Regions from separate parts of the Xenopus laevis genome. Here region 1 is linked to region 2. A link is a contact called in public Hi-C data. All regions are on one chromosome and are shown on one strand. Each heading gives the region's core, a stretch centred on a gene start, on an enhancer-like site or on the middle of the called end of the contact. The rest is flanking DNA. Distances are from core to core; before and after follow the strand shown. Region 1 holds the start of prdm14.L (PR domain zinc finger protein 14). Region 2 has its middle 32 kb from the start of LOC121394882.

Region 1 (4,259 bases), core at 515-3,014, 63 kb after region 2:
ATATATTCATTTAAAAAAAAAACAAATAAATCAGATTTCTAGTGCAAGTTCCTAATATTTCTTTCTAACCCTGCACTGATTTTTTTTGCTCATTCCAGATATTATTTAATTTGCTTTTTTTTTTTTATGCTTGCCCTAATTAATTACTCACGTGACTTAAAAAGGATTTGGTTTATAAAGTTAACATTGACTTATAGAAATGAACATTGCAGGCTTGCCATAAATTATTCGTTTGCTCTCATTTAATTATTCGTTTTCTTAAAGTTTCAGATCATTTTCTATGGTAAAAATCCAATTCTATTAAAAGTTACACTTTAACATTTCCTTCCCCATGAGAACATTTCTGATTTTTAGTTTGTTGCAAATAAACACAGGTCTAAGAGCAGTAGGTTTGTCAGATAAACCCTATTATTAGATTGCTAATTGGGTACCAATACCATAATGAAGAGAATCATTCCAAGCCCTGCTTAGTAAGGGATCTCATTGACTTGCATAGTTCCCTCCCTGAGTTGGTTTTAAGGTGCTGCTTTGCAATCTTTTCTCTGTATGTAATGCAGCTTCTCTAGCAGCTAATTAAGTGATTGCTGATACCAAAAGTCATGCCCAAGGCAGGGGATATATTCATTCACACAAAAGGGAAAGAGAAAATGGGGAGATTACCTGAATATTGTGTAAATTTAGCCCTGAATCCTTCTAACAACAGAAGGATATTGACTCTCATCAAGGTTATTTCTTTGTAGGTTCAGTAATAAATTATGTATTATTATTATTCTTTATAGAATTGGAAATTTACAATCAACAAATATTTTTGTGGGTTCATTTTGTGTACATTTTTATTTTTCCTTGGATTTGGGGGAGAAATAAATGTTTTATATGTACCTTTTTGTAGAAGCTCTGTTCTGGCACAAGGGATAATTATGTAAAATCAAGAGAATAAGGATTCCAGTTCTCTAATTAATTATATTCGTTAGAAAAAAAATTATTGTGTATATGTGTGTTTGGAATTGGTTTGATCATTTATGAATTTAGTTACAGACAATACAGAAACATAGATAGATATAAATTGAAACGAATTTTGTCAACTGGCTATGGAGAATATTTAAAAATCAATGTCAATTTCGTTCTCATCAGATACAGGAAAATAAAGGGCTAATTCGGGTTGTGGATCTGGAAGGAATAAATGAGCCCAGCCGACCCCAGCGAGTGGTTTATGTGCAGGGGGTCGGGTTAAACAGTCCCCGCTTACAATAACCTTTTTTTAATGATCAATAAACAATTCGCACGATTGTTAAACGGACAGCAGCTTAAATGTCCATGAATGGGATCCGATGGGCGAGATGAATGGCAGAGCGATCATTGAAACAAAACGGGGTCGTGACACACAAATGGACAAACACGGGGTCAGGGGAAGAGGTCACAAATAATGAAGCCGTCGCTCCACATTAACAAAACGTTGAGACATCAGTCTGGCTGCCAGAGGTTGCAGAATGACGCACTTAGCGCTTAAGGTTGCGCCAAAGAGCAATAATTCGACGCATTTAGAAGGGAATTGTACTTACTGTCAGCAGTGAAAGCTCGATAATTCCAGTTAAGCCTCCAAGTAGAATCCTGCGGCTCCAGCTCATCCCGTGTCTAATGACTGTTGCCTGGTGCAGGGGTCGGGCTCTGGCTCATCTCTTGCTTTGGGAAGGATCAAGCCTGGAGTGTGAGCTCTTGCTCGTGTCTGAGACTTGTACGAGGCAGATGGTGTTAAAAGGAAATTCAGGAAAGGGGGTGGGGGTCACGTGCAGTCCCAAAGTGTGTCCTGAAAAACTGCATCTCTAGCCCCTCCCACCTCACCCCCAACAGCCATTGGCTAGTGATCTGCTCATCTTCCCTTGGTCTCTGTGGACCTTCCTTAGAAGGCTGCTCCTCACTGTACCTGCTGATGGATATATGTGTATGTGTGTATATGTGTGTCTATGTATATATGTGTGTGTGTATATATGTGTGTATAAATGTGTATATATATATATGTGTGTGTGTGTGTATGTGTATAAATGTGTGTATATGTTTATATATGTGTATATATATGCGTTTATATGTGTAAATGTGTGTGTATATATATATGTGTGTGTAGAGCAAATAACCGGCACTCACGATATTGAGGTCATCGGTGCCTGGGTGCAGTCCTCGTTCAGTAAAGTCAATAGAAGTAGTAACAGGGGTGCTTCGCCAATGAGGCAAGTTGAGGCTGTCGCCTCAGGCAGCAGCGCCCCACTAGGTACCAGGGGTGCCAAAAAAGCTGCTCCTGCTACTTTAAGAGCGAATTTCCGGGGGAGGGGGGGCCAGGATCGCCCCTGAGTAGTAGAGATCGCACTCACAGGTCTTGGGTATAGTAAGTAGATTTTTATTGTGGACAATCGCTGACGTTTCGGCTGATACAACAGCCTTTCTCACTTGGCTGTTGTATCAGCCGAAACCTCAGCGATTGTCCACAATAAAAATCTACTTACTATACCTAAGACCCGTGAGTGCGATCTCTACTACTTCTATATATATATGTGTATATATGTGTATATATGTTAGGGATGCACCGAATCCAGGATTCAGTTCGGGATTCGGGCAGGATTCGGCCTTTTTCAGCAGGATTCGGATTCGGCCGAATCCTTCTGCCCGGCTGAACCGAATCCCAATTTGCATATGTAAATCAGGATTCAGTTCGGTATTCAGCCGAATGTTTCGCGAAGGATTCGGGGGTTCGGCCGAATCCAAAACAGTGGATTCGGTGCATCCCTAATATATGTATAAATGTGTATAAATGTGTATATATATATATATTTGTGTGTGTGTGTATATATATGTGTATATATGTGTGTATGTGTATACACTACAACCCCCATTTTATGTTTTTTGGGGGACCAGAAAAAAATGGTGTAAAATCCAGGAAAATGTAAAATCAGGGAAATGTATTCTGTATAATATATAGGTGGGACCACAAAACAACAATGTAAAATGAGGAAAAACTTAAAATCAGGGGATGTTAAATGGGGGTTCTACTGTATATATGTGTATATGTGTATATATCATCATCATTTATTTATTTATTTATTGATATAGCGCCGACAAGATACGCAGTGCTTTACCTTAGTTATAACAAACAGGGAATAAATGGATGATAACAAAGAAGGGTCACAGAGTACAATAGGATTAGAGGGCCCTACAAATTAGAGTTTACAAACTAAAGGTCAGGGTACAATTGAGACATTAGGATTTTAGAAACAATGTATGATTTATGATACAGCTATGATTGATTAATTAAGGTACATTGAATAAGCTTCTTTAAACAGGTGGGTCTTTAAGGAGAGTTTTGAAAGTTTGGAAAGAAGGAGAAAGTCTGACAGCTCGAGGCAGAGAGTTCCAGAGAAAAGCAGAAGCCTAAGAGAAGTCTTGTAGATGAGAATGGGCAGAAGTGAGAGATGAGAGGAGAAGTGAGGCGAAGATCAGAAGCAGAGCGAAGGTTGCGTGATATGTGTGTATATATGTGTATATATGTGTATATATGTGTGTATATATGTGTATATATGTGTATATATGTGTGTATATATGTGTATATATATATATATGTCTGTGTATATATGTGAATATATTGCCATACAGGCTTCAGGTTGGCTGCAGAACCAGGACATCACCAACTGGGCCCTTTATTTATCCCATTATTGCCCACTCTGGGCCTCTGAGAAACCTGCAAAGTCCCCCAAAGCAGACACCCCCAGACACACAGCTCAGTTGAAATATAGATCTTATCAGTAATCCCTTAAATTGGGGAGACAATCAGCTAATCAGTGACAGATGAGTACAAGCAGCTGTGTCCCTAGGTGCAGTTCTACACAAGCACAGCTCATGGGATGACACAGGCTTGGGCAGCTCTCACTCCTAGTCCTGCTTGTAGGGAAGAAATATGCATTAGCTGCACACATAGCCCTCTGGCAACATATAATCAATGTGTTTGTGTTTTCCTCCAATATAGATGATGCCCACTTAACTAAATCAAAATATGTCAAGGCAGGGGGATTCTAGGAACAGCCCATTAAACAGGACAGGGCTTCTAGCTGGAATTGTGCTCATTGCTGGGGACTTGCTGTTTGTGTAAAGCCACAATTCACACGTGATATAAATAACTAAACTTCAGCATAAAATGACCTTATTATTATACCGAGTATAGTGACAGCTTAACGTTTCAGTCTCTGCCTGGACCTTTATTAGGTTTGCTGGTCAAT
Region 2 (4,749 bases), core at 626-3,125:
TTAGAGAACAGCTCTGTTTGCACATAAGAATATTCAGACTTCCCAGATCGATTACTGCTGTGCATACTAAGCTTAATTCACGCAGCTGGATCCATTTATACTGGCCACTCGTTAGTTAAAGCACCTAAAACCTTGGTTCAGTATTAAGTTTACAAACCTTATGTAATAATTACCTTTTTTTTTTTTTTACTCTTTTTGTGCCATTCCATAGAAAATTTCATAGAAAACTAAAGTATATATCTCTTGTATCTCTATTTGGCCTGAATCAAATATATTTAATTTAGTGTAATATCTGTATCTTATATTATTTCTGTTAAATAGACAATAAAGTAGGGAATGTGGAGGAATAATTGTGTGTACAGATCATTCTTGCCCTGTATTTTCCACTTATGCATACATTCTACTCTTTTACTTTTATGCTCAAAAATGAATGTGAAAACACACACATTAAAGCAACAGCACTTCCCCTTGTCATCAGTAGGTGGTACTGTAGCAGTTTCAGTCTCAAAATATTTCTTTTAATTACCCTTACAGGGTAATTAATGTCCTGTAAAGCAGGCTAGAAATCAAGTAGTTTAAGTACAGGTCTGAAATTACAGTGAAGGATTGTGTTTCTAAGTTATCACCCCTAGATTTATATGTAGGATGATAACTTCACCCCAGCCTACTGGTGACAACACCATTTATTCACATGTTGCGATTTTTTGCCTATTGCACTAATCCAGACAACTGACCCAATGGGATCAATCTTATAACCAGAGTTGGCTGTGCTCCTTCTACATATGACAGTATATGGCATTCTTTGAGGAACATGGTTATATCATGGTTATATCAGTCAGAAATTAAACTTTTGGCAATATGAATATGTGACTAGCCATCCCAAGTACCTACAGCAGCAGAGAACACAGATACATATAATGCCAATTCCAACAGCATGACGATGGTGGAACAAGGTCAGAAAGAGCTGAAGTTGTTGATCATCTGGGATGGCACAATAAGGGGCATATTTATTATGTGGTGTAAAAAATGGTAGGATAATACACCACCCATCACCAATCTTCGCTGTGTAAAATAAGGCGTAAATTGTTTACGTGTTTTTCTTAGAGTGACTTCCGCTGGAAGCAGTGTATTTTTACTTAATACATTTTATGCTGTTCATGTTTCCCCACTCTTTTTTTCTGTATTTTTTTTTTTAGTTTTTTTTTAGGGGGTTAGCTAAAAGAAATCATCAGCACATATTTATTAGACGGATCAAACATTTAACCTTTTTTCCCTCAACTTTATAAAGTTTTAAGCAAATAATACGTCATCAAAGCATCAGCCTAATTCTAGGGGCAACTGCATCACTTATGGTAGTGCTTCATCTAGAATGTGCCTTGACCTACAGAGGATGTTATATCCTTGGGAGGTTTGTCTTACAAAATGAAATGTTGATCCAAAATAAGCCATCAAAATACACAAGCGCTTGGTTTAGCTTATTGCTAATTGGACGTGTTATATGTGTGTAGAGATCCCTGCTGTCAATGAGACTGTAAACACTTAAATCAGACTTGGCAGTAAGTCATTTAATAAAAGTCCTGTTTGCTTCAGCCAGTAATGATGCCGTGATATGGTGTGGTGGCCATAAACTGTTGTTTTTTATGGTTGCCATAGGTGCTCTGAACAGAAGTGCTGATATTCAGTGCATTCAAATGTGCACATCTGGGCTGTAAAGGGATCATTCAATATGCTGTATTTACATTCTGTTTGCCCTGTCTTACGTCCTCTGTTGTCTCTGACTGATGCTGCCTTACACGGAATTAGTGTGAGGGCTGCTGGGAGTGTGCTGCACACGTGCTAAGAAGACTTAATCCCTATTAAGATGTAAAGTGTGCAGACCTAGGGTAATTGTGTCTGCATGTGCCTCGGGCATTGTTTAAAGTCTTCTAGCATCGGGCCTGTGTGGGCTTCTAACAACATTGTGGGCTTGTTAATAAAGGCAATTGCACTGCAAGGTTTTTAAAGGAAGGGGGGTTACCCTCTGGTCAATCTTTTCTTTTTCTTTTACTGCTCCTCCATTCAAAGTGTGCCACTCTTTTACATACAGACACAGCAGTTAAGAACGGCAATTAACTTCATCATGTGGGCAGTAGGTTTAAGTACATTACCCCGAAACAAAGAAAGGATGAGGACAGAGACAGATGATCTATAGATAGTGGCAAAGATAGAGAAACAAAGATAGATAGGCAAAAGTAGGTAGATGTATGGATAGGTCACTGGAGAAAGACAGAAGGAATGAACGGAAGGAATTAAAAAAAGGGGTAGACTGAACAAAGAATGACGTATTAATCCAACAAACAAATGAGTAAAATAGAACAAGAATAGTAATACCCAGTGTGTGACATACAGATAGAAAGGACAGACAGCCAAGTGGAAGGGCACTGTAGTTTTCATAATTTGGATCTTCATATCTTAAGTCTACTAGAAAATCATGTAAACATTAAATAAATCCAATAGGCTGGTTTTGCTTCCAATAAGGATGAATTATATCTTAGTTTGGATCAAATACAAGGCACTGTTTTATTATTACAGAGAAAAGAGAAATCATTTTTAATCTTTGGATAAAATGGAGTCTTGTGGGAGATGGCCTTTCTGGATAATGGTTTTCCAGATAATGGATGCCATAAATGTACTATTATTTTATATTCAATAAATGTTGAAACTTTGAATTTGAAATATTTTCTTGTTTTAAAAACATAAGTCTGACCAGTAATGTTTAAATGACAATATTTTATTAGTTGTATGTATTTTCTGTAATAGTCATTAATAGTATCATGTATTTATTCACATTTTGTTTGCATTTCAATGTTTTTCCAATACAGAGGGGAATAGCCCCTTTAGTTAAAAAGAAAAAGGAAAAGAAAGGGACGAACAGAGATTTGAATCTTTCTTACTCTTTTGGGCTATTATTCATTATTTGAGCAGAGATAGATATGTTTAGATTTATACTCTTTTGATTAATATTCCCTATATTTTGCTAAGTATTTTTAAAGCATGACTAACATTTTGTCAGATTGTGAGACAGAGTGTGATATAATTTTGATAAACTGCTGTATTTTGTTCTTGTCAATGAAAAAAAACAATAAAACATTTTGAAAAGTAACGTATTAATAAACATATTCCACAGCGCTGTGCTATAAATGGATGTATGTCTTAAACATAACAATTACATACACAAACAACCAATCACCTATACAAGAGGTAAAGCCTGTACTTTATGTTACTTAGTTGCCTAAATCCATATTAATGGCATACTGAAGGCAAAACCATACTGTGTTTTTATTTAATAGATCATAGTGTTCCAAATTATAGAATACCCCCATATACGAAAATACATCCAAATCCCAAGCATTCTGGATAATAGATCCCTTAGCTGTTCCATGAAGATGAACGCACGTATTTTCTATATAAATTTCAAACTCATAAGAAATGCAATATAATGAAAAGAGTTTTATTAATCTGTATCAACTTCTTTGAGGCTGTTTAGCTAACAAGTGTTGGGGAGCCACTTGGCTTGCTGTAATGCTGGCTATGATGGCTATGACGTGGCTAGGAGTCAGAATTAGATTTTTATTTGACTTTTCTCATGTAGAATAAACAATGAGCCAGAAGGAAATGTTGGTGTCCTTTTTTTTCACTGAAGCAAATAGAATTTCATCATGTAACAGCAGAGACTCCTGGCACACCCCAAGGATCATTAGACTCATTTTCCTTATAGGTTACAGCAATGAGTGGGGTAATCATTGAGCTAATAGGCTGCCTTGGGTATTATTTGTGTATGTATTGTCTACTGTTGTTGGAGGAAATCAGATGAATGACCATTAGATCCTTTCAGGTGTAGGCACCAGGGCAGCTGTTGTGATACTGAGGTGTGACAAACATGTCATCTTTTAATGACTGACCTGTTAACTGATTGGCCTTAATAGGCTATAGCTCCCAAATTCCCCTCTACACGTACTATATGAGCTGCAGGGAAACTGAGGACACAACCCATCTCCTGGGAATAGCCATCGTTTTATTTATTCCATATTCCATTTTTGTGCTACGGCTCAGGAAAAAAATCTTGATCAAATAGCCAGCTTTTTGCAAAGAATAGAAATAATGTATAAATTATAATATGCAACAACTATAGAAAGGTATCAAATAACAAAGAGTGCCATTTTGACACTTCTTCTTATTAGTTATTGGGTATCTATACAGCAGGTCAGGGTATGTCTGCATTTGCAACCAACACTCAGCATTGTCAATGAACATTTATTTAAATTAGTTAAAAGTGAAAATGATTCACAGAATATCCCTACAATCCAAACTGTAATAATAAACCAATAGCTTGTACTTGATCCAAACGAAAATATATTTAATCTTTATTGGAGGCAAAATCAGTCTATTGTTTTTATTTAGTGTTTAAATGATTTTATAGTAGACTTAAGGTATGCAGATCCAAATTACAGAAATATCCAGAAAGTTCCAGGCTCCAAGCATTCTGGATAACTGGTCCCATACCTGTATAACAAGGTCCATTCAACTTTGGTCTATATTCACAGTTTTCTGGTTCATGTCCATAGCTATCAGTGTGGTGGTTAGAATATAGGTTAGGATAGTAGTATAAATCGGTAAGGAGAATTTTAGGTATCTGAGTAAGCCTTGCCAAGCCTTAGAGGCAGTTGGAGATCATTGCAAGATCTGATGATCACCCAACGGTGTGTTCCA

The links. Hi-C and Micro-C count contacts between places; a contact is called where the count stands out from the background.
Region 1: a contact with region 2 is called in a Hi-C map of the XTC cell line, with 2.2 times the contacts expected there. The contact joins the promoter of prdm14.L here to the enhancer-like site in region 2. A contact is called at or near these places in 2 of 4 Hi-C or Micro-C datasets (the XL177 cell line and the XTC cell line).

Annotation. Positions count from the first base shown.
Region 1 is chr6L:128,630,080-128,634,338 of Xenopus_laevis_v10.1, forward strand. It overlaps prdm14.L (PR domain zinc finger protein 14), which reads right to left and starts at 1,765. Exons shown (of 8, transcript XM_018268079.2): 1 at 1,560-1,765.
Region 2 is chr6L:128,567,441-128,572,189 of Xenopus_laevis_v10.1, forward strand. No RefSeq gene overlaps it. Among protein-coding and RNA genes, the nearest start is that of LOC121394882, 32 kb to the left of the region's middle. Within about 2 kb of position 1,876, at least 2 of the 7 cell types and tissues checked have an H3K27ac peak or open chromatin away from gene starts, as enhancers often do.